6 separate regions of the Mus musculus genome follow, and all the other regions are linked to region 2. The links are chromatin contacts, called in public Micro-C, promoter capture Hi-C and targeted proximity ligation maps. All regions are on one chromosome and are shown on one strand. The core of a region is the stretch at or near the end of the contact, and the rest is flanking DNA. Distances in the headings are between cores, read along the strand shown.

What was found. Promoter capture Hi-C pulls out the DNA fragments that hold promoters and counts their contacts. A called contact is a pair of places that touch in the nucleus more often than the background predicts.
Region 1: a targeted proximity ligation map of epiblast stem cells shows a contact between it and region 2. A contact is called at or near these places in 1 of 39 promoter capture datasets (cranial neural crest), 6 of 130 datasets of targeted methods (double positive thymocytes, embryonic stem cells, epiblast stem cells and 2 more) and 3 of 9 other capture datasets (adipose tissue, liver and pancreatic islet).
Region 3: a contact with region 2 is called in a targeted proximity ligation map of embryonic stem cells, with 37 read pairs. A contact is called at or near these places in 2 of 39 promoter capture datasets (the C10 cell line and cranial neural crest), 8 of 130 datasets of targeted methods (embryonic stem cells, pancreatic cancer cells and pro-B cells) and 3 of 9 other capture datasets (adipose tissue, liver and pancreatic islet).
Region 4: a Micro-C map of embryonic stem cells shows a contact between it and region 2, with 4 times the contacts expected there. A contact is called at or near these places in 1 of 484 Hi-C or Micro-C datasets (embryonic stem cells) and 1 of 9 other capture datasets (adipose tissue).
Region 5: a contact with region 2 is called in a promoter capture Hi-C map of embryonic stem cells, with 2.1 times the contacts expected there. A contact is called at or near these places in 6 of 39 promoter capture datasets (embryonic stem cells, neutrophils, pre-B cells and 1 more) and 3 of 9 other capture datasets (adipose tissue, embryonic stem cells and liver).
Region 6: a contact with region 2 is called in a targeted proximity ligation map of embryonic stem cells, with 2.1 times the contacts expected there. A contact is called at or near these places in 3 of 130 datasets of targeted methods (embryonic stem cells, memory CD8 T cells and pancreatic cancer cells) and 1 of 9 other capture datasets (liver).

What each region holds. Positions count from the first base shown.
Region 1 is chr19:4,030,706-4,034,520 of GRCm38.p6, reverse strand. No RefSeq gene overlaps it. Among named protein-coding and RNA genes, the nearest start is that of Gstp1, 5.3 kb to the left of the region's middle.
Region 2 is chr19:4,326,909-4,331,108 of GRCm38.p6, reverse strand. Kdm2a (lysine (K)-specific demethylase 2A) reads left to right here. Exons shown (of 21, transcript NM_001001984.2): 14 at 1,887-2,156; 15 at 2,850-2,981. Among named protein-coding and RNA genes, the nearest start is that of Grk2, 23 kb to the right of the region's middle.
Region 3 is chr19:4,057,931-4,062,168 of GRCm38.p6, reverse strand. Gstp3 (glutathione S-transferase pi 3) reads left to right here and starts at 2,722. Exons shown (of 7, transcript NM_144869.3): 1 at 2,722-2,745; 2 at 2,875-2,910; 3 at 3,328-3,434; 4 at 3,553-3,640; 5 at 3,980-4,083; 6 at 4,174-4,238. The coding sequence starts at 2,745.
Region 4 is chr19:3,841,098-3,845,058 of GRCm38.p6, reverse strand. No RefSeq gene overlaps it. Among named protein-coding and RNA genes, the nearest start is that of Gm51271, 7.7 kb to the left of the region's middle.
Region 5 is chr19:3,970,935-3,974,826 of GRCm38.p6, reverse strand. It overlaps Aldh3b2 (aldehyde dehydrogenase 3 family, member B2), which reads right to left and starts at 2,499. Exons shown (of 10, transcript NM_001177438.1): 1 at 2,214-2,499. The coding sequence starts at 2,251. It also overlaps a transcript of Aldh3b3 not described here.
Region 6 is chr19:3,933,665-3,937,653 of GRCm38.p6, reverse strand. It overlaps Unc93b1 (unc-93 homolog B1, TLR signaling regulator), which reads right to left and starts at 2,468. Exons shown (of 11, transcript NM_019449.2): 1 at 2,302-2,468; 2 at 1,751-1,892; 3 at 1,232-1,385. The coding sequence starts at 2,460.

The sequences.
Region 1 (3,815 bases), core at 366-2,865, 300 kb after region 2:
TGTGTGAAAAAAAAATGAGCCCAAGAACTTACCAAACACTCCAAGGAAAAGTGCAACAACTTCACCAGACCCCATAGAAGCCTGTCATTCAACCACACAGCAAGGCCACCAGGGACCAATTGGAAGAGAATCTCTAAGCTTCACCTGAGCTCCACCTCTACGGTGGCCCTATCCCCACTGTGTGATGAGGCCCATTCAAGTAGCCATCCATCCATCCTTCTGGACTCCTGGCGCTCACCTTGAGGATCTTGCACTCTGTAGCTGAGCTCTGCATTCCCCTTCATTAGCTTCCTTAACATTTAATCACCTGCCTGTCATTCTGACTCTGTGTTGGCTCCCTGTCTTGTCCTTCAGGAGCCCCTCTTTCAAGTCTGCAGCCTCTTCCCTTCTGCCCTGGGAAGGGTAAGGAGCAATCTGAGCGTCAATATTACTTAGGACCAACATGAAAGATGTTGCCAGTATTCACGTTGCCATGGCACACAGGGATTACTTGATAATAGCTGACAGGGACAATGCTACAATGCTGAGTAGAAGCTAATCGTTATTCGATACATTCTAGCATCTTGAAAAGATACTGTTTGTCTACAGGGGAGAGGCTACAGGGTTCTGGAGTTAAAAAAACATTGTATCTGAATCCACCCAGCTTCTGGCAAGGAAGAAGTACACCTGGGGAAGGACACAGGTGTCACAGAGGAGCCTGGCAATCTAATCTTCAGCGATAAAGCACTCTTGAGGAGTCTGTCACCAGCACCCAACACCTCTTAGTAGCATTTCTTTCTTCCTTCCCTCCTTCCTTCCTTTCTTTCCTGATCTTTCTCTCTCTCTCTCTCTCTCTCTCTCTCTCTCTCTCTCTCTCTCTCTCTCTCTCTCTCTCTCTCTCTCTCTCTCTCTCTCTCCCTCCCTCTCCTGTGTGTGTGTGTGTGTCTGTCTGTCTGTCTATTTTGGTTTTTTTTTGAGACAGGGTTTCTCTGTGTAGTCCCGGCTGTCCTGGAACTCTGTGGACCAGGCTGGCCTTGGAAGTTAATGATTTGCCTGACTTCTTGCACCTCCACTGCCTGGCTATTTCAATACTGTCATGTTGACAGTTGAATGAGATTGTGAGTTTTGGCGGAAGAAACTTCATCAAGCCACGGTGCCTTTTACAAGGGGATTTCCTCAGCTGCTGCTTATCTATTTATTTACTTATTTATTTTAGATTTACTTATTTTTATTATATATATATATATATATATAAGTATTTTCCCAAGCTCTGTGCTGGTGTCCATGGAGGGCAGAAAGGGCGATGGCTCTCCTGCAAATGGAGTTACAGGCAGCTAGAGATGCCTTGTGTGCTGGGAACCAAACCTGGGTCCTCTGGAAAAGCAGCCAGTGCTCTTGAGCACCAAGCCACCTCTCAGATCTTTAAAATATTCTTAGCACAAAGTACTTGACAGAATTGGGTTTGGGGTTGTGCTATGCATAGCCGCTTTATCCCCTGTGCAAAGTTTCCCCAGAAATTTTCTTAAAAACTGAGTTGTGCTGAGGGAGAGAAGAGTCAGGTGAGCTGCTGGAGACTGGCAAACAGAAAGACTGAAGATGAGCAAGCACGAGAGCAAACAGACCCTGCTGGGAGCTTAAGTTCATCTCTCCATTGCCCCTGGGAGCTGGCTGGCCTTAAGCTAAGCTTCTTATCAGGAGCGTTTCCCCTGTCCTTCCAAACATGCAGATCAGATGCTGGAGACAGTCAGGGCTCAACATTTAGGAGCCCTTTGCTGCGCGACCGTGAGGAGCAGCCCTTTGCTGTGCGACCCTGAGGACCAGCATATGGATCCTAGTAGTTAGGTAACAAGTCAGGTGTGGACCTGAAGTCAGGAGGATGGCTGCGGATCGCTGGCTTTCAGCCTAGCCAAAGAAACTTGAACTCCAGCTTCAGTGAGAGACCCTGCCTCAGAGGAATAGGGCGATAGAAGAAGGAGCATGGTGTCATTTTTCTGGTGTCAGATTTCGTTACGAATGGTTGTGAGCCACCATGTGGTTGCTGGGATTTGAACTTGGGACCTTTGGAAGAGCAGTCAGCGCTCTTAACCACTGAGCCATCTCACCAGCCCCCCACATAGCACTTTTTAAAAAATTATTTATTTCTATTTTATGTGCATTGGTGTTCACCTGCATTTGTATCTATGTGAAATGAGTCTGTGTGATGACGTTGGGTTCCCTGGAGCTGGAGTTACAGACACTTGTGAGCTGTCATGTGCTGGGTACTGAACCCAGGTCCATTGGAATAGCAGCCAGCCCTCACACTATCCTTTAAAAAAAGATTTATTGCCGGGCGGTGGTGGCGCACGCCTTTAATCCCAGCACTTGGGAGGCAGAGGCAGGTGGATTTCTGAGTTCGAGGCCAGCCTGGTCTACAAAGTGAGTTCCAGGACAGCCAGGGCTACACAGAGAAACCCTGTCTCGAAAAAAACCAAAAAAAAAAAAAAAAAAAAAAAAAGATTTATTTTTATTGTATGTGTATTGGTGTTTTGCCTGCATATGTCTATATGAGGGTCTCTAAGCTCTGGAACTGAATTTTACAGACAAGCTGCCATGTGGGAGCTCAGGATTGAGCCTGGGCCCCTGGAAGGACAGCCAGTGCTCTTAATGACTGAGTCATCTCTCCAGGCCTCTTTGTTTGATGTGAATGGTGTTTAGCCTGCTTGAATGTCTGTGCACCACATTCCATATAGTGTCTGTGGAAGCCTGAAGAGGACATTGGATCTCCTGGCCCTAGAGCTATGATGGTTGTGGGCTGCCATGTGGATATTGAGAATCGAACCCATCTCTACCTCAAGCTCTTACACTCAATTAAAATAAATAAAATAAAACTTTCTTTTAAAATCTAGATTACTTCAAATAGAAGCACTATGTTACACTAAGTAGGCCTTTTCTTCTTTGTTTTAATTACATTTCATTTGGGGCTGAAGAAATGGTTTAGCTGTTAAGAGCACAGGCTGCTTTTCCAGAGGATCCAAGTTCAGTTCCCAGCATCCATATGGTGGCTCCCACTATAGCTCCAGTACCAGGGGATCTGACACCCTCTTCTGGTCTCCATGGGCACCAGGCACACACACAGTGCACAGACACAGAGGTAAACAAAACTCTTGCACACATAAAATAAAAATAAGAAGGGCCGGGAAGTGGGGGCTCACGCCTTTAATCCCAGCACTTGGGAGGCAGAGGCAGGTGAATTTCTGAGTTCGAGGCCAGCCTGGTCTACAGAGTGAGTTCCAGGACAGCCAGAGCTATACAGAGAAACCCTGTCTCAAAAAAAACCAAAACAAACAAAAACAAAAAAAAGGAAGAAGAAGAAGGAGGAGGAGGAGGAGGAGGAGGAGGAGGAGGAACCAGGAACCGTTTGATTTCTTTATTTGTGGGTTTTTTTGGTTTTGGTTTTTGGTTTTGGTTTTGGTTTTTGGCTGTCCTGAAACTCACTCTGTAGACCAGGCTGGCCTCAAACTCACAGAGATCCGCCTGCCTCTGCCTCTGCCTCCCAAATGCTAGGATTAAAGACATGTGCCACCATGCCTGGCTCAAGTTGCCTGAATCTCACTTTTATGTTGCCTGAGGATGGGGGTATCATGGGGTAAATGTTGACCAGAGCCCCAGAGTCTTTGCCTCAGGGGGACTCCTGGTGTCTAGTGAGCTCCTTATCTGAGTGGACCCACAGAAGAATGAGGCCTGAGGAATAGCGGCTGCTTTTGATGTTCCAGTTTCATTTTTATGTTAGTTACTTTTCTCCTGTCTGGAACCAGATACCCTGCAGAAGTGATTTGGAGGGAGGTTACTACAGACCA
Region 2 (4,200 bases), core at 724-3,223:
ACAGCTAGACACAGATAGGTTTTGGTTGATGCCTTGATACTCAGGAAAGGCTGTGCAGAAGCTGGTAGATCTCTACAAATTTGAGAGTATCCTGGACTATATTGTGACTTTAGGACAGCCAGAGCTACAGAATGAGACCCTGTCTCACAAAAACAACAACAACTCCTCAATGGGCCTGCATATGGTACAGGCCTTTCTTTGATCCCAGCACTCAGAAAATAGAGGGAGAAAAATTGTTGTAAGTTCCAGGCCAGTCAGGGCTGCATAGCAAAACCTTATCTCAAAAAATGAGGAAATAAATAAAATACGGATGGTTAATCATTACTTGGTTTTGTCCTGACTCATAGTTCAGGGTAATTGTCTCTCTTTGAAGTTGACTTAACAAAACTATCACCGGGTTCAGATGCTTTGCTGCATTGTTGACCAAAATAGATATCATTATTCTCCTGATGCAGAAACTCAGCTAAATATGAGGGAAAGCTAGTTTAAACCTGTCCATATGTATCTCATAACTGGGAGGTGTTGTTGTTGATACGGTGAGACCGTGAGCTTAAGAGTTTACCACTCTGCCCTTTTTGAAACAGGGTCTCAGCAAGTTTCCAGAGCTGACCTTGAATTCATGATCTGCTTCTACCTCCTATTTGCTAGGATTACAGGTAGATTGCTATCACACCCAGCTAAGATTAAAAAGAATTTCCATCAGCAGATACATTGTCTGTCCTTTGTTTTACATACTTCATAGCTTACTTCCTGTGTAACTTTCTACCTTGCTGTCTGTGACAGGGTCTTCTGTCCTGACTGTGAGCCAGACTAAGCTTCTCTCCAGCAAAGCCGTATTAGGCAGAATGTTAAAGTGTTAGGTTGAATATTCTTGGTTTTTTTTTTGAGACAGGGTTTCTCTGTGTAGCCCTGGCTGTCATGGAACTCACTCTATAGACGGATGCCTTTGCATTCAAAAGATCCACTTGCCTCTGGGCCTTCACTACCCAACTTGAATAGTATCTTTAAAGAGCCACCTCCCTCTTCCTGGGTCTAGGAATCTCACTTGCCATGAGAGACTGCCTCAAAACAAATCAGTCATTTATGGCTGTTAGATATTTCATGGCAGAAAATTATTTAAGAAATAGTGAGAAACTAAAGGAATATAAGATATGGTTCTTATCCTTGAAAAGGTTTCTAGCAGGGTAAATAAACATGTATCAAAATTATAAACATTGAAATTTATTCCACACTTAAATGTTATTAGATGCAGAATAACAAGTCATGTGAACTTCCATTTGGAGTGATAAATGAATAAGGCATCTAGGACTTTGTCAGCCTGTTTAGGGGTTTGTCATAAGTACCATCAGACTTAACCCAGAAAGCTTTAGGGAGGAGCAAGTCTTACAGCTCTCTAAATTAAAAGAGATAGCAGTGTTAAGACAGAAGTTAGCATATTTTTCTGTGGAGATTCTGTGTGTTTGTATGCCACACAGACAAAAATGGTCATATTATATAGCATTTGAAAATGGCCATAGATAGTACATACATAAATAAAGCATGGCTTTGTTCCAGTAAAAATTTATTTATAAAGATTTATTTATAAAAATCTACTGTGCCGGGCGGTGGTGGCGCATGCCTTTAATCCCAGCACTTGGGAGGCAGAGGCAGGTGGATTTCTGAGCTCGAGGCCAGCCTGGTCTACAGAGTGAGTTCCAGGACAGCCAGGGCTATACAGAGAAACCCTGTCTCGAAAACCCCAAAAAAAAAAAAAAAATCTACTGTGGCCAGTTTTGCCTACAGACATCTCTTTGCCAGTCCTAGGCCAGGTACATTACAGAGCAGTCTTCTGCCCTCTTCAGTTTTAAAGCAGCTGGATATAGTTGACCATGCTTTTCTTTTTCCAGCTTAAATTCCCTACCAGGCCAAAGGTGAGGGTTCCTACAATTCCCATCACAAAGCCTCACACCATGAAGCCAGCTCCACGCTTAACACCTGTAAGGCCTGCTGCAGCCTCCCCCATTGTGTCAGGAGCCAGGCGGAGAAGAGTGCGGTGCAGGAAATGCAAAGCTTGTGTGCAAGGAGAATGTGGAGTCTGCCACTACTGCAGGGACATGAAGAAATTTGGTGGACCTGGACGCATGAAGCAATCCTGTGTCCTCCGACAGTGCTTAGCAGTAAGTGATCCGAGTGAAAATTTTGCAAGGCTTGGTATTGGTGCCAGAGAAATTGTGTATATGTAAAGTCAGGGAGACTTAACTGAGATGGGTTTAGAAGGAAGATGTCTTTTTTGGTTTTTTTGGGTTTTTTTTTTTTTTTTTTTTTTTTTTAAGAATTATTTATGTTGCAGGGCGTGGTGGCACACGCCTTTAATCCCAGCACTGGGGAGGCAGAGGCCAGCCTGGTCTACAAAGTGAATTCCAGGACAGCCAGGGCTATACAGAGAAACCCTGTCTCGAAAACAAACAAACAAAAAAAATTTATTTTATGTATATGAGTAGTACACTGTAGCTGTCTTCAGACACACCAGAAGAGCACATTGAGTCCCATTACGGATGGTTGTGAGCCACCATATGGTTGCTGGGATTTGAACTCAGAACCTCTATAAGAGCAGTCAGTGCTCGTAACTGCTGAGCCATCTCTCCAGCCCCCTGAAGGAAGTTATCTTAATAAGAAAAGACAAGCCAACAAAGAGTGAATTAATTGCCTTTGATGGTCTAGTTTCTAGGCAGTTCAGTCCCAAGTCTTTGTCAGTCATTACTATCTTGTCTTTGTACACCCCAAGTGAACCAAGTCTCCTATCTTCATTTAAAGGGACTATGAAATTTAAAGGTTCAAAATCTGGTCTTCTGATCTTTGTCTTTTTGTAGCCCAGACTGCCTCATTCAGTTACGTGTTCTCTCTGTGGAGAAGTAGATCAGAATGAAGAGACCCAGGACTTTGAAAAGAAACTCATGGAATGCTGCATCTGCAACGAGATAGTTCATCCTGGCTGCCTCCAGGTAAATAGATGCCTAAAGGCCCTTGACAAGAGAGTGGAACACCTATCAGTAGAGGCTGGTACTATCCCTACTGTGGACTTTGAGCTGCCTTGTCACAGAGGAGAATAGTAGCCCATTGTTCAGGTGTCTCCTGTGTATCAGGCTATCTAGTAATTTCTGAGGAGAGAATGGTATACAAAACAGACCAGTTAATGTCCCAGTGGTCATGGGACATATCCCAGAGGGCCCTGGAGAGTGTGTTGGAAATCTTAAGGCCGTTGTAATGAAACTTGAAGAAATGTTTGAGGATGCTTCAAGCTCCTAGGTGTCCCCGCTGTATCCCTCATTATATCTCAGAATATAAGCTTAAAGGGATGGTGGCAAAGGTGATTGGGGTAGGGGTGGGATATTTAGAATGCAACCTCAAAGGTGGAGTCATATGATATGATTTAAATTATATATTCCTAAAATGCCCCAGGTGGAACATGCCTGTGAGACTGGGTCTGTCAAATTTAGGTTTCAGGTACATGAGTGACTAGCATGATGACATGCCTGTATCCCAGTTACTCAGAGGTGGGAAAATACCTTTAGTTTGAAATCAGCGTTGGTAACATAGTAAGACACCCCACCCTTCCCCATCTCAAAGGTGGGTAGGTTGATGGGTGGGTGGGTGGATATGCTTTTATATTGAGACATTCTCCCTGTGTAGTACTGGCTCATTCAGAACTCAGTTTGTAAATTAGGCTGCCCTTAAATTTACTTCTGCCTCTGTCTCCCAAGTGTTGAAATTACAAGCAAATGCCACTGTATCTAGCCATAAACACTTTGAACAAACCAGGGTTTGTTCTCAAGCAATTGAGTTCATATCTTGTTACATGAATTTACATTTTACAGTTGAGAACACTGAGTCACTGTAATATTGATCTCTGAATCTCATTAGTTTGCCCAAATAGCAAGATCAAGCCTGATGACGTTGACATGAGATATTTAGGAGAAGAAATTCAAATCTAAACTGGCCCAGACCCTGAAAAGTCTTCAGGGAGCCTAGCTTTGGTCAAGCAGCCAAGAATCAAGGTGGCTGAAAGCCAATATTAGGACTGTTTGTTGCTCATTAGATCTCAGTCTTTATTCCCATGTAGACCAGTATGTTTAGAAATGGACAACTCTTTCAGTTTTTTCCTACCTGTTTTACTGTGTGATGTAGAAGGCAGAAGTGACTAACTTTTTAAAACATCCCTAT
Region 3 (4,238 bases), core at 1,473-3,972, 270 kb after region 2:
TGGCTACAGTGAACGAGCCAGGTACCCCAAGGACATCTTACCAGTTCCAGCCAGAGATCTGATCTGCGTACACCTGCGTCATGCTGAGACCCTCAAGCCTCACTAGAAGGGTCCCTGCCTAGTTCTGTTTACTAATCTGCCTTATTCTGTTTTTGTTCCCATGTTAAAGATAGAGTAAATGCAGTATTCTCCACATAAAGATATAGATTTCTGAAATTCTAAGATTAGAATTACTTACAAGAAGAAGTGGGGAATGAAGAATAAAAAATTACTGGCCTCTTGTGAGAACATGAACTTTCACCTCGGAGCCCACCCCCTCCCATCTGGAAAACATACTTGAGAAAAACATTTTCTGGAACAACCACAGAATGTTTCAACAGGCCAGATGTATTGCCAATCACAGGATATGACTCTTTGGTTGAGTAAACTTGTGGTTGTTAAACTTCCCCTATTCCCTCCCCATTCCCCCTCCCAGTTTGTGGTTTTTTCCTTTAAAAGCTTGTGAAAATTTTGAGTCGTCGTCGAGACTCCTCTACCCTGTGCTAAGGTGTATGAGTTTCGACCCCAGAGCTCTGTGTGCTTTCATGTTGCTGCTTTATTTCGACCCCAGAGCTCTGGTCTGTGTGCTTTCATGTCGCTGCTTTATTAAATCTTGCCTTCTACATTTTATGTATGGTCTCAGTGTCTTCTTGGGTACGCGGCTGTCCCGGGACTTGAGTGTCTGAGTGAGGGTCTTCCCTCGAGGGTCTTTCATTTGGTACATGGGCCGGGAATTCGAAAATCTTTCAGTTTCCCTATGCAGCCCAGGCTAGCTTCACTCAGCACCTTCCATCCTGGTGCTCACAGCACTGAGTCCAGCTCTGCACTGTCATGCCCTGCTCCAGTGGTACGGTTTATGTTACAGAAGCACATTGTGAAGTGACATAGTCTGTTCCCTTCAACAAAAAGGTATCAAAGGGGGAAAATGGATTTAAAAAGTGAGGTTCCCAGCCTGGCAGTACTGGCACACTCCTTAAATCCCAGCACTCAGGAGACAGAGACAGGTGGCATTCTATGGTTTTGAAGCTGGCCTGCTCTACAGAGCAAGTTCCAGGTCAACCAGGGCTACACAGAGAACAGAGAAGCACAGTGTCGATGATAGATAGATAGATAGATAGATAGATAGATAGATAGATAGATAGATAGATAGACAGATGCATAGATGATAGATAGAAGACAGACAGACAGACATGAGGTTCCCAGGGAACTAACCAGACCAAACAAGTTTAAATCCTGTTTACTAGCTGAGTGACCTTGGGCATGCCACGTCAATTCTTTGTTTCAATTTCTCTACAAACAAGGAACAGTGCTAGCCTTGAGGACTGGTACATGTAAGGCTTAACTCTTTGCTAAGAGTTTTCTGTTATAGCATCACCAAGAGAGGAGGGGATAGTTCATTAGTTAAAATCCCTTTATTTAAAAAAAAAGGGGGGGCTGGAGGGATGGCTCAGTGGTTGGGAGCATTGGCTGCTGTTTTGGAGGTCTTGAGTTCAGGTCCCGGCGACTGCATGGTAGCTCACGGCCATCTGTGGTGGGATTGGATGCCCTCTTCTGGTGTGTCTGAGGACAGCTGCAGTGTGCTTGCATGTGATAAATAAATAAATATTTAAAAAAAATTTTAGGGCTGGTGAGATGGCTCAGCGAGTAAGAGCACTGACTGCTCTCCCAAAGGTCCTGAGTTCAAATCCCAGCAACCACATGGTAGCTCACAACCACCCATAGTGAGATCTGATGCCATCTTCTGGTGTGTCTAAATACAGCTGCAGTGTACTCATTTATAATAATAAATAAATCTTTAAAAAAATTTTTTTTAAATCCCTTTATTCTTTTCTTGAAAAGACAGGCTCTTGCTATATAGCTCTGGCTGGCTTGGTTGCTATATAGCTCTGGCTGGCTTGGTGATCTTGGTTGTAGACCAGTCTGGCCTTGAATTCGAAAGGGCTGCCTCTCTTTGTACTTTTTTTTTTTTTTTTCGAGACAGAGTTTCTTTGTATAGCCCTGGCTGTCCTGGAACTCACTTTGTAGACCAGGCTGGCCTCGAACTCAGAAATCTGCCTGCCTCTGCCTCCCAAGTGCTGGGATTAAAGGCGTGCCGCCCGACCTTCCTTTGTACTTTGAGTGCTGCAATTAAAGGTGTGTGCCATCACTCCAGGTGACACTGCCATTATTATGGTTATTGTTATTATTTATTTTTTGTCATTTATAAACATGGTTTCTCTTTGGAGCCCTGGCTGTCCTGGAACTCTGTCGACCAGACGGACTGGGCTGAACTCAGAGATCCTCTTGCTTCTGCCTCCTCCCAAGTGCTGGGATTAACCACGGCTCCTCTACATTGCCTTATTTTTACAAGGAGCACTTATTATTATACCATGTACTGTTGGTAGAGGCCTACCTGCATATAAGGCACTGTCCAAACCCCTGAGCACACAAGAAACCGAGTGGTTTGGGCGTGTTAAGTGGGAGGCTTATCATGTGACCATGTGTGCCTCTTGCAAAACTCCAGTAGCATATTGCACCACAGATAGAAAGGTGAGTCTGCCCTCCCCCACCACGTCTGCCAGGAAGCTGGTACACTGAACACCAGGACTTGGTCTGTTTCTGGGGCAGTGTGGGATGTCTGAGGAGGTGGAGTCTTCCTGTCAATATAAGGCCCCGATCACTTCCTCTCTTCCTGCTGAGCTTGCACCACACTGTATCCGCCCAACAGTAAGGAGAAACCTGGAGGCAAGGGCGGGGGCAATTATACCCCCACCTCACCCCTGCTACTAACCGCTCCTTGGCCCTGCAGCCCAGGCAAGGTCCTCCTTCATCGTGCTTTTTGTCTATCTCTCCTAGTGCCACCTTACACCATCGTCTATTTCCCTTCCCGAGGTGTGGCCTCAGCACTTTCAAGACGAAGGGCACAAACAATAGTCTTCTGGGTCATTCCTGGGAATCCCCAACAGTGGTGTAGGAAGGGCGTGACCAAGACTGTATTGGGGCCGGGCCGGGACAGAGACCTGGGGCAGGACTACAGTTGTGGTTGGTGGGGCCAGGACTGCCCTCTTAGCCTCCGTAGATAGCTGCACTGTCTGTCACTTTTCCTTCCTTCCCTGTGCCATGGTGGGGCTGGGTCTTCGCATTCCAAGATAATGTTAGGACATGGCCTCTATCACCACATATCTCCCCTCCCTATGAGGCTCCCAAGCTAGTGTAGTCCTCTTGTCAGCTTTCCACTCTCCCAAACTCTCCCAGGATGCTCTGAGAGTAGATCTCTTCGCTGTGTCCTCATCCTGCACCCCCATACAGGGCGCTGTGAGGTTATGCGCATGCTTCTAGCTGACCAGGGCCAGAGCTGGAAGGAGGAGGTGGTGACCTTGGATGTTTGGGAGCAAGGCACATTCAAGGCTTCCTGTGTGAGTAATTGTCTCCCTCTCCCCCTTGGGGATTCGGTTGGGGCGCAGCCTTAGGGTGCTGTGTCTAGGATTGGGGGCAGCCAGGTTCAGCACCCCTTACAGAGGGATCTTCTCCCAGTTGTTTGGACAGATCCCCAAGTTCCAGGATGGAGAGCTCACCCTGTACCAATCCAATACTATCCTACGGCACCTGGGCCGCTCCTTCGGTGAGTCCAGAAGCCAAGCCCTGAGAGACACCTGAGATGTTCCTCAAAATGTCCTGGGGCTTTGAATTGCCTCACCTGCAGCCACCAATGTCCCACCTGGGTCACCCTAGAGGATCATGCAGGGCCCAGGTTCCAGAAGGCTACTGGTGTGCTGCTGGGCGGTCGCTGTCTGTACAGCCAGGGCTGTGAGTTTCCAACTTGTATCATTTTTCTAATGACATCCCAGAGGTAGGCAGGGAAGACCTCCAATTAAGGTTAGAGAGTAGACCCAGGCTGAGACTGAGTGGACATGTAGGGACAAGTACAGAACCTGAGCCTGCTGCCTGCCCGCTGACCCAGGGCTCTATGGCAAAGACCAACAAGAGGCAGCACTGGTGGACATGGTGAACGATGGACTGGAAGACCTATTCAGACGCATTGCCCGGCAGTATCGCCATATCCTGGTATGTAGGAGCCACAGGCTAGTGACCAAGCGTGGTGGGCAGGAAAGGGAGATCACTTCGGTCACTCTGGCTGCACATTTCTGACCACAGAAGGAGGGCAAGGACCAGTATCAGAAGGAGCTTCCGGGACACCTGAAGCCATTTGAAACTCTCCT
Region 4 (3,961 bases), core at 844-3,343, 490 kb after region 2:
GGGCTGGCTGTGGTCTGTTAAGAGGTCCTACAGTGTCATTCCAAGTGTCAGCCAAGAGCAAAACCTGTAGAAACCCTGGCCATGTGGCCTTCTCAGAGATGAGGCTGAGCCAGGACACTTTTCCAATCTTTGGGGTTCCTGGCACCTTCAAATGCAGGTGGGTGAGCAGGGTTATAACTAGGGCATGCTTACTAGAGCAGCTTAAACTAAACAAATCAAACATCTTTTGTCTCATTTTCTTTTGTTACAGTGTGTCATGTAGATTGGACTTGTCATATACTCATTATGCCTCTAAGGCTGACCTTTGACCCCTGGTCCTCCTGGCTCCTTCATCCTGTAGGTGTGAACCACTAAACCCTTAACATGGGCAAATAGGTTTCACATATAGAAAGGCTTCATGGACAATAGTGGTCTTACTCGCATCAGTTTAAGATAGTAACAGATCTGTGCACCTTCAGTATATGGCTCAGAGAACAACTTTCGTGCTTAGCTTGTTAATTGGGATTGAGGGCAGCAACTTGGAAACAAAAAAGACAAGTATTTCAGCCGGGCGTGGTGGCGCACGCCTTTAATCCCAGCACTCGGGAGGCGGATTTCTGAGTTCGAGGCCAGCCTGGTCTACAGAGTGAGTTCCAGGATAGCCAGGGCTATACAGAGAAACCCTGTCTCGAAACCCCCCCCCCCAAAAAAAAAAAAAAAAAAAGAGACAAGTATTTCCAGAAGCAGAATTGCTCGCTAAATCAGAACTGAAGCCAGGTAGTGGTAGTACATACCTGTAAACCCAGCACTCTCCAGAGGCAGAGGCAGGCAGATCTCTGAGTTCGAGGCCAGCCTGGTGGCAGAGAGTTCCAGGACAGCCAGGGCTACACAGAGAAATCCTGTCTTGAAAAACCAAAACAGAACAGAACAACAGAAGGGCCACAGTTTATCTGCAGAGTCAGAGACCACAGCATGATGTGGGGGGTCTTGAAGTTTTACAGGATGGGAAAGGGAGAATCTTGGGTGTGTGAGAGTCCATCAAGGAGTCAGGCCCTCCCACCCCAGCCTGCAAGGATAGAAGCCAGTGGCTTAGGTATACAGATCTCAGAGAGGCTTCCATGGGTCTGTCATTCACATTAACTCTCCTGCTCAAAGGCCCTCAACCCACCTGAGACTTATAGCTAAGAAGTCCTTCAAACACTGCATCTTGGTGACACTTCAATTCCCTGTGTTGAGAAATGACATTGCAAAGCTAAATGCAACAGCACAGAAGGCTCCTGCTTCAAACCCTGAGCAGTAAAGGGATCCCTGTAGAGGTGAGTCCTCTGGAGTGAGTGCCTGTGGCCAAATCAGATGAAAGTCTGTTTAACGACTGTTGGCTCACCCCACCTCTGTGTGTACCTTGGGGTGCAGAGCAAGTGAAATGTTTAAGAAGACTCCGGTGCTAGTGAGATGACTCCCTGGGTAACAGTGTCACCAAACCAGCCGACCTGAGTTCTTCCCCAGAACCCACATGGTGGAGGGAGAGAACCAATCCCTACAATTGTCTTTTGACTTTCGCCACACATACCATGGTACGTACACACAATCACATTAAATAGATATAATTTAAAAAGAAAAAGGCTCCAGATAGTGTGAGGTCAAAATGAAAGATGAGAGTTCCAGACTGGGAACGGAAAAAAACTGAGTTCAGGCTCTGGACTCTTCCCTCTTCAGTCAGCCATGGCCATTAGAAGTCCAACTTCAACCTGGTGCCCTTGAGATGGCCCTTCCACTGCAGAGGACCCTCTGTACAGATAGGCAAGCTGAGGCTTAGGGTAAGGAGGAGGCAGTGATTGCTTACCCAGGATGCTATGGCCCACCCTGGGCACATCTCCTTTCTCTTTGACCCGGCGCCACAGTGCAGAGGTCCCTCCACCTTATATTCTTGCTTCGATCATTTCGGGTTTAACTAGAATCTAATCTTCATGGAGAATCCCATGGAAAATTACCCAAGTCTATTCTAGGAACCCAAGGTCAGAATGTCCTAGCTAACTTGCATTTGCGTCTGTTAGAACTGCTTGTGTGTGCAGAACCCCTTCAAACAGCCAAGACTCCAGGAAGTGGTTTTTACCTTCAAGCCTCCTGTGCTCTGGACACAGCTGGCTACAGTTGGGTCCCTGGATACTTGGGTGTAGCCCCAGCCAGCTGGAATAAAGACTTTCAATAAACTGTGTTTGAGTTGTCATCTCTGGTAAACTCCCAAGTAACATCTCAAGGACACTTATCATCGTTGCTTAGGAGGTGGGGAGACTTCTATCCGACCGACCCAAGTCCTGTACTCAAAACCTCTTAGAGTCATAAAAGGAAGCAGGTAAAAGAGTTAACAGTGCCATTGCCCACTCGGTGTGACCTTGGCCAGGCCCCATCGTCTTGGAAATGGGGTAAGGGAAGAGGAGGCTACTTTGAAAGACCTACTGGTTCAGACAGGACTGACCCTTTCTCCCCCAGTTTCACTGAAGTGGCTGAATTCCAAAGCCAGCAGGATGGCAGGGAGAATCCGGTCTAACCGGATTCCAGACTCCCTGCCAACCATCCTGTTGAAACCTTGTAGAGAGGACACCTGAGAGCTGGGGGTCCTGTGGGAGTGGCTCTAGCTGTGGGCGTGCTCTCTGAGAGTCAAGTCCATTGGTTTCCGGACCCAGGAGTGGGACTAACCACATGGCCTTTACATACATTGATGATGCTGGTGAGGTCTAACTGTCCTGGATGGAAAAGAGTCTGTTCTTAAGCAGCTTCGGTTTTGTTTGTTTGGTTGGGGTTTTTTGTTTGTTTTTTGTTTTGGTTTTTCGAGACAGGGTTTCTCTGTGTAGCCTTGGCTGTCCTGGAACTCACTTTGTAGACCAGGCTGGCCTCCAACTCAGAAATCCGCCTGCCTCTGCCTCCCAAGTGCTGGGATTAAAGGCGTGTGCCACCACACCTGGCGGAAGTGTTTTCTAAGAGCACAAAGAAGCTGTGTTTGTTTGTTTTTAAGTACTATTTATATAATGTATGTAAGTACACTGTCTCTCTTCAGACACACCAGAAGAGGGCATTACAGATGGTTATGAGCCACCATGTGGTTGCTGGAAATTGAATTTAGGACCTCTGGAAGAGTAGTCAGTGCTCTTAACCACTGAGCCATCTCTCCAGCTACCATAAAAAACGGCTTGTTTTATTGTGACAAAGGTTCCTGAAATGTGCTGCGGGCTGCCCTTTATTCATCTCCAGAGGCTGGAAGAAACCCCCCTCCCCCTCAGCCCCCACCCCCACCCCCAGACCAAGAACACCTGTCAGGCCTCTTCCCCAAGCCCTAACTTTCTTACAGTGACCCAAATCACTTCCGTGCTGACCCTCAGTCCCTCTTTCTTTCTCAGTACCTAAGCATTGTAAGTGCTTCAAAGAATAGAATGAGCTAGGTGGCATGGTGCATATTACCCAAGGATCCTTGCACTTGGGAGACTGGAGGATCAGGAATTCAAGGTCATCGTTCAGGCAGCACCCAGCCTGTTGACTTGATACCCTACATTATACTCTCTTCCACTGAGCCCCACCACTGTGTCTGGCAGTGTTCATCCACCAAAGGTAACTCCAGGCCTGATGTTTCAAGCCCTCCGCTTTGGTCCATCAAACCTGCTCTTTGACCTTGGGTTGCTCCTTGGCTAGGATTCTCTGCCTCTTTTCAACTTTCCACTTTTTATTTTTTGGTTTTTCAAGTTAGGGTTTCTCTGTGTAGCCCTGGCTGTCTTGGAACTCACTCTGTAGACCAGGCTGGCCTCGAACTCAGAAATCCGCCTGCCTCTGCCTCCCGAGTGCGTGCACCACCACTGCCAGGCCATTTTTTTTCTTTTGGGGGGTTGGGAGTTGGGGGTGCATTGGGGGTGAGACTGACTGACCCTCCCTCACTTCTCCTGCTTATGACTACTGAGTATTTTGGGTCACAGGTGTGCACCCCACACCAGCT
Region 5 (3,892 bases), core at 1,250-3,749, 360 kb after region 2:
TGTCAGTTACATAGCACGAGTCTGTAATTATACAGGATCAGCAGCATCGGCATCTCTGGAGGCAGGCCAGAGAGCTGTCATGTCATGCAGGCTCTAACTGCAGTGAAGACACAGGGACACTGCACTGTGGATGTGGAGCAGCGGGGCAAAGGCTTCGGGGTGCAGAGTGTGAGAAATGGGGTATAGCAGGGACAGTTGTCTTGATGGGACCTGCTTCATGGGGAGCCGGGGTGGATACACACCACATGCAACGGGGAACAAGGCTGGAAGGAAGGCAGAACTGGCATTTAGAAAGAGGGGTGGCATGTCTCATCTTATCTAAGCCTTGTAATACATATCATTACTCCATAATAAGGATGAGAAAGTGAAGCTCAAAGAGTCCAGCTGATTTTCCCAGTTTGCTTTGACTGTCAATCTGACACAGCCTAAGGTCACTTGAGAAGGGAGTCACAAAGGAGCGATTGCCCAGACCAGATTTGCCTGTGTGAAATTGTCTTGATTGTTAGTGGATACAGAAGGGCCTAGCCCACTGTGGGTGGCACCATTCCCTAGATAGGTGGTCCTGGCCTGTGTAAGAAAGCTTGCTGAGAATAAGCCTGTGTGCTAATCAGAAAGCAGAGCCCTCTGTGGTTTCTGTTGTATTTCCTTGGCTTTGAGTTAGCACCAACATTGACTTCCCTCAGTGATGGTCTCTGATCTGTAAGCTGACATCAGTCCTTACACCTGCCTCACATCAAGCAAAAGCAGCTGGGCATGAAAGCTGGGAAGCTGAGTCCAGACCTCACTCCTTGAGCTGCTCTAGTCACTGCAACCAAGGGGGATCCCTGTCTCTGCCAACAGCGGCTTCCCAGCTTTCATGCCCAGCTGCTTTTGCTTGATGTGAGGCAGGTGTGTGGAAGTGGTGATGGGAACAGGATCTCACTGCACAGTCTTAGCTGGCCAGGTACTCTTTCTGTAACTTTCAACTTGAAGCAGTCCCCCTGCTTCTGGGTATGGAGGTGACATGTGTGCCACCATGCTGAGCTTCTAGGCACATGGTTTTTATCCTTTCCTCTATGCTTTTCAGTTGCTTCCAGATTTTCCAAGAGAATGTAATGTTTCCAGAGCCACAGTGAGCAACACTATTTTTTTAATGACACTGCATCACACTATGTGGCTCTGGCTGGCTTGGCACACTCCATGTACACCAGGCTGGCCTCAGACTCACAGAGCGCCACCTACCTCTGCCTTGGAGTGCTGGGGTCATCACACTCGGCATGGGGGTGGGATGATGATGGGATCTTGTGTAGCCTTGAATTTGTTATCTATCAAAGGATGACCTAGAACCCTTGACCCTCATGCTTTCACTCCTACCTCCCAAGTGCTGAGATTATAGACATGTGCAGTTACACTCAGTTATTCAGTCCTGGGGGATCAGAAACAGAGCCTCATGCACTCTAGGCAAGCCTTCTGTCATCCACAACGCCCCTGTTTTCTCACTACGCAGTCTAGGCTGTCCTTGAACTCATGCTTCTCCTACCTCAACATCTAGAGAGCTGAGATGACAGGCAAAAACCACTGAGCCCCACTGGTAACATAGCTTTTTAAACCTAAAACTGGATTGGGTGTGGTAATGCTCACCAGCATTCCAGAGGCAGAGGCAAACAGATCTCTGTGAGTTTGGGGCCAGCCTGGTCTACACAGTTAATTCCAGAACCCCCAGGGCTACACAGTGAGACCCTGACTCAAACAGACAGGTAGGCAGACAGACAGACAGACAAACTTCTCAGCTCTGATCTTGCCTCCCAAGAGGTCCCCTCCTTTCTGATCCTGGTGGCAGCTCTAATGTCCCTTGCCAGGTCTCCATCTGCTTGTGCGGCTGCCACCTTAGCATCATGGAGCTTCTCCAGACAGGATGAGGTCTGCCCCTCGTCCTGAGACTCTTGGGTGTTTCTTATATGTAACAGGAACGTGAGGCTCAGAAGAAGCAGGCAGATGATTGTGTACCTGTGACCTAGGCCTCCGGTCCTGTTGTAGAGTTGTAATGACCTAGGCTGTCCTGTTGTAATGACATAGGCTCACTGCTGGTCTCAAACCCTCAGCTCCTAGCCCTGCCCCTCACCCGTGACTCCGTATCCCAACACATCTGTATTCCCAACACATCCGTCCCCCACCCAGGGCCTTTTTTTTTGTACTGAGGCCCCTTTGCCACCAGTTCCAGAGGCCCCACCTACCCCTGAGAGGGCTCCGAGCCTGTCTCTGCAGCAGACATTCTGGCTCCAGATGTGCAGCAACTCTTGTAGCCAGGCTCTCAATTGCCTCTGCCGATCCTTCTAGGTGGGGTCACACTGCCTTGCCCTATCTGGCAGTGCAGCGCCTGGTCTTGAAGCTCTAACAGGTGGTGGGTGGGGCAGCTGTCTCCTAAACTCCACGCCTTCCCTCCCTCATTGCCTCCTGGGCACAGCTCTAGGGAACCGGAATGGCAGGCTGTACGGGCTTCTCTGTGCGTCTGAATGTTCTGGAGAAGCTGAAAGGAGTCAGCTAGTGAGGAGAAAAGTCATGGGGGTGAAAGGTGAAGACAAACCTCGTCAGTTTCCTGACATCGATACCACCTCCTCCAGGAAGCCTCCTGGGGCTAAATCATCTCCTCTCTCTCTCTCTCTCTCTCTCTCTCTCTCTCTCTCTCACACACACACACACACACACACACACACACACACACACACAATGACAGTGTTCCTGTCTAGAGCAAAAAGGTTTGGGACTTTTATTTCCACTCTCCTGTGACTAAATGACACACATGGAGTAGGGAAAAGGGCACTGGCAGTTGTGGAGGAGACTTTGCAGGCAGGGGGATTGCTTCAATGGGGGAAATTATTTATTTCCTATTTACATGTGAGATCTAGTCAAATTATTTAACCTCTTTGAGCTTAATGTCATAAATGTGTGTGTGCGTGTGTGTGTGTGTGTGCACATGTGTGTGGTTTTCTACCATGTATCTGTGCACCACATGTATGCCTGATAACCCACAGAGGTCAGAGAGGGCATCAGATCCCCTGGAAGTAGTGTCATAGATAGTGTGACATGCCATGTGGGTGCTGGGAACTGAATGGAGGTTCTGAGGAAGAGCAGCCAGTGCTGTTAACCACCAAGCAATCTCCCAGCCCTTTAGTATCATGATTTCTGAGACACTCTCTTGGGAGTGAGAAGACAGCTCACAGCTTCTGGCTGTGTGTCTGGGGCTGCGGCACTGGAGGCTCCCAGTGTTTCTGTACCTCACCGAGTACCTCCTAGGGTCTAAGAAGCAGGAGACAGAGCCCTGCCACTGTCCCTCACTGGTGACCAGACCCTATGCCCCACCCCTCCCTGACCCAGGCATCAAACACACACCCAGTTCAGGGTTGAAGAGAGGGTGTCTTTGCCAGTGGGTGTCTGGCATAACCTCTCCTTGTGGTTGGAGCTCAGCCATTAGGAGCCACAGCACAGTACAAAGCTCTGGCCCACGAATCTTTGCTAGTGTCAGAGCTCAGTGTCCATGGGCCCAGGAAGGGAGCACAGTAGGAACGGGGGCAGGGACACAGGATGGCTTACACGGGGTGGCCTTCCCGAGAGCATCAGGTGGGTCCCAAAGATGACTTCCCACCCTCAGTTGCAAAGCTACACTGTGTGTGGGCTACAGGCTGTGTGAAACCTAACTCACTAGTGATACATTTTAAAGAAAACTAAACCAGAGAGGACCCCACACAGTCATGACCCTGAGAGCAATGGGCAGAGTGTGAAATCAAACCACTAGGGAGCTTCCTGTACCCTGCTCTGTCCTATGCCAGGCTGAGGAGACAAATATCCCAAAGTGGCTGAGACAGCAGAGCTGTGTTCTCTCATAACACTGAAGACACAAATCCATAACCAAGCT
Region 6 (3,989 bases), core at 1,219-3,718, 390 kb after region 2:
TGTTTTGTTTTGTTTTGTTTTGTTTTTTCGAGACAGGGTTTCTCTGTGTAGCCCTGGCTGTCCTGGAACTCACTCTGTAGACCAGGCTGGCCTCAAACTCAGAAATCCGCCTGCCTCTGCCTCCCAAGTGCTGGGATTAAAGGTGTGCGCCACTACCACCACCCGGCAACTTTCAGCTAAATCTTAAACCTACAGGCTACGCCCTTCAACTCTGTGAGGAAAGATTGCTTCATGTCTAAAGTAAGAGCAGCTACCCTGGCTGTGTGATGGAACAAAATAAGACTTTACTCTGCATTAGAGGTGATACATTTTAAGAGGTATAAAGCCAGCCAGCGTGATAACACAGCCGGTAGTCCCAGCACCCAGGAGGCTGAACTAGAAGAATCCTGAGAGTCAGCTGAGGCTCCTGGGTGAGAGCCTGTGTGCAGGTTAGTTGATGGTCAACTTGACACACAAACTGGAGTCACTTGGGAAGAATGAATCTCTGCTGAGTCAATGCCCCCAACAGATTAGCCTGTAAGGAAGCAAGCCTATGATGAATTTTCTAGATTGCTTCTGGATGGGGGGCGGGGGGACCACTTAGGTGGTGCCACCTCTGGGGTGGTAGACCTGGGTTCTATACGAAAGCAGGCTGAGCAAGCCAGTAAGCAGCATTCCTCCATGGCTTCTGCATCCACTCCTGCCTCCAAGTTCCTACCTGGTTGAGTTCCTGCCCTGACTTCCCTGGATGATGGACTATCATGTGAAATAAACCCTTCCTCCCCAATCTACCCATTTCAGGAGTCTCATCAGGCTGGGGAACATTTCTGCAATGGCCTGGAGGTTGAACCATATGTGCCCTAGAGCTCCAGCCTGACCAACCTGAGCCTCTGCAGCTAAGACCTTTTCTGTGAGACCTTTTTTTTTTCAACATAGTCATGGCTCACTGGGCTGAGAACCTGGGCTGTGCTGGGGGTTTCAAGGCTGTAGCCCAGGAAGTCACAGTTTGTCTGGTAGGATGCCAGAGTCCCCATGAAACCAAATGTGCAGATGGGGGGAGGGGGGATGGGGGATCTCTTGGTTCCTCCTCTATAGCTGGGATTTCCCCTTTTCCTTCTCACTCTTCCAAACAAGCAAGGCCTCTCTGCAGTTCGCCTCAGTCCAAAATAGGAGGGCAGCAGGTGGCCTTATGATCCAACAGTCTCTGTACCCCACAAAGTCGGGGGGGGGCGCGGAAACAGAAGTTTGGCACCTGATGAGCACAGGTGTGTAGAGCAGGGCAGCGATAGGCGTCACGTTGATACCCATCAGCATCTTGCTATCGATGTCCGGCAGCCCCATGTTGCCATACTTCACCTCTCTGTAGGTCTCATCATAGTGCAGGATCAGTTGCATCTGCAGGAGGCCTGGGGACAGGGAGCATCGTAGAGAGCTCTAATCAGTCTGGCTCAGAACAACTAAACAAGCTCACGGCAAGGCTGGCAGGGCGCCGAGTCACCTAAGCGACCCTTTCCTGTATTCATCAGGACCAGGATAAGAACAAGACTCCCGTTCCCAGCCTCCCGCACCGAGTCTCTGGCTGGGTTGGGGGCACACTGGCTTGTGGCACACCCCGCCTCCCAGTCCCAAGTGCACGCCACAGCAACAGCAGATGTGACCCGGGAAGTGAAAGGGGAAGGAGGCCAGCTAGCCGCAAGGTTTCTCTTTCCAAGCTCGGGAGTGGAGGGGGAGGGGAAGCAGAGGGCTAGCAGGGTTAGTGTGTCCTCCCTACCCAGGTAGACGCCGTAAGTAAGGGTGACACCCGTGCTGGCCGCCAGCACGTTCTTGACCACTCCGAGGCGCTTGCGGCGGTAGTAGCGGCGCTCTTCCTCCTCCTCATTGTAGTTGGGGTACGCACCCACGAGTTCGTCCAACTGCGGGCCAATCACTAATCACATGTTGGCTCCCCGGTCGGACTCCAGACCCTATCCCGGCTTCCAGGAACTCAGGTTTCCCATCCAGGGTCCTAGTCCCCATCCCAGGGCCCCCGCACCCCACTCGGGGTGTCAGTCCACAATTCTGGATCTCTGTCCCCCTGACCCGGAGTCCTGGTCTCTTCTCTAAATCCCTGCTCCCCACTCCGGGTTCCAGCTTTCCACTCAGAGCCCCATCCCCTATTCCAGAGTGTGTTCCTACTCTGAGACCCTGGTCCCCAGTCTGGAGCCCCGCCCCTCATCCTAGGGTACAGGGGGCCTCCCATCCCAGGGACCTTCCCCCCCCCCCCCCGGGTGCCCCGCGGGGCAGTCGGTCCGGTGTCCCATTGTGTTTCCCTGCCCTGCTCACGGGAGCCTCTGGCCCATCAGGAACTCCGTGCCGGTCTTCATCCCCTTGAGGACCCGCGGCCCCGGCCACAGGGTAGAGCGGAGGCTCCACCTCCATGACCAGATCCAGATCAAGGGCTTGCAGTTCTGGGCACCAGCAGCTGGTTGGGACTTCCTTCATCAAAGACCGCCCTGTCTAGTAGGCCCCACCCCGTCTAGTGTGGGCCGCCTCCTCCTAATACTGTCCATGGTGTGTGTGTGTGCGCGCGGTATGTGTGTGTGGTATATATGTGGTGCATGTGTGTGCATGCGTGTGTGATTTTTGTTTATGTGTGTGTGGTGTATGTGTGTGCAGTCTGTAGTGTGGTGTGTGTGTGTGTGTGTGTGTGGTTTTTATGTGCTGTGGTTTATTTGTGTGTGGTGTATATAATTTTTTGTTTGTTTGTTTTTTTGAGACAGGGTTTCTCTGTATAGCCCTGGCTGTCCTGGAGCTCACTTTGTAGACCAGGCTGGCCTCGAACTCAGAAATCCGTCTGCCTCTGCCTCCCGAGTGCTGGGATTAAAGGCGTGCGCCACCACTCCCGGCTGTACGGTGTATATAGTATGTGAATGTGATGTGTGTGGTGTATGTGTATGTGTGTGCAATGTGTGTAGTGTGGTTTGTGTGTGTATGTGTGTTGTGTGCTTGTTTTATGTGTGTGTACAGTGTGTATGTATGGTGTATGTAGTATGTGTGTGGTGTACGTGTATGTATGCAGTCTGTAATGTGTGGTTAGTGTGTGTATGTGGTATGGTTTGTCTGTGTGGCATGTCTGTATATGTTTTTGGTTTGTGTGTGACTTTTGTATGTGTGGTGAAGCAGAAGGTGGGCTTTTGTTGGCTCTATGAAGGGAGCAAAGGCGGAATGTAGTGCAGTTGGTCAGGTGCTTCCTGTCATGAGCAGAGTCCTGGGGTGATCCTGGGGTGGTCATGGCTGTGCACACCTGTAAGTCCAGCATACAAGAAGTGGAGAAAAGAGACCTGGTATTCAAAGAGTCATCTTGCTACATCTCAAGTTTGAAATTTGAAGTGAATACATGAGATACTGTCTCAAAAATAAAAGTGAAAGAACAGAGAGAGGGTGGTGCCATCATCTGGGGCATGGAAGACACAGGACAGGAGGGACACAGTGGACACTAGGAAGCTCTGAAGCTGTGTGGCTGCAGAGTGGACACCAGTGTTTACAGTCTCATGTGGTAGCCGTGGTGAGCCTGTGGCTGAGTGATCATATTGTTGGGAATGGCAGTAGACTTTGAGACCCCGAGAGGATGCAATCCTATAGGATAGAGGGGTCAGGTGAGGCGTAATGAGAAGAGAGCAGCTGGAATAGGGAGGGGTGTACCACAGGGAGTGGGCTCAGTGGGCACTGAGTGGAAAGGGCAAGGTGGTATGTGTGTGTGGGTATGTGTGGGTATGTGTGGGTGTGTGTGAGTGTGTGTGAGATGTGTCTGTGTGTGTGTGATGTACCTATGTGTGTGTGTGATGTACCTATGTGTGTGGTGTGCCTGTGTGTGTGTGTGTGTGTGTGATGTGACTGTGTGTGTGGTGTGTGTCTGATGTGTCTATGAGTGTGTATATGTCTCTGTGTGTGATGTGTCTATGTGTGTGTGTGCGCGCTTGATATGTAGTGTATGTGGTATGTATTTGTGTGTAATGTATGTGTGTGTGATG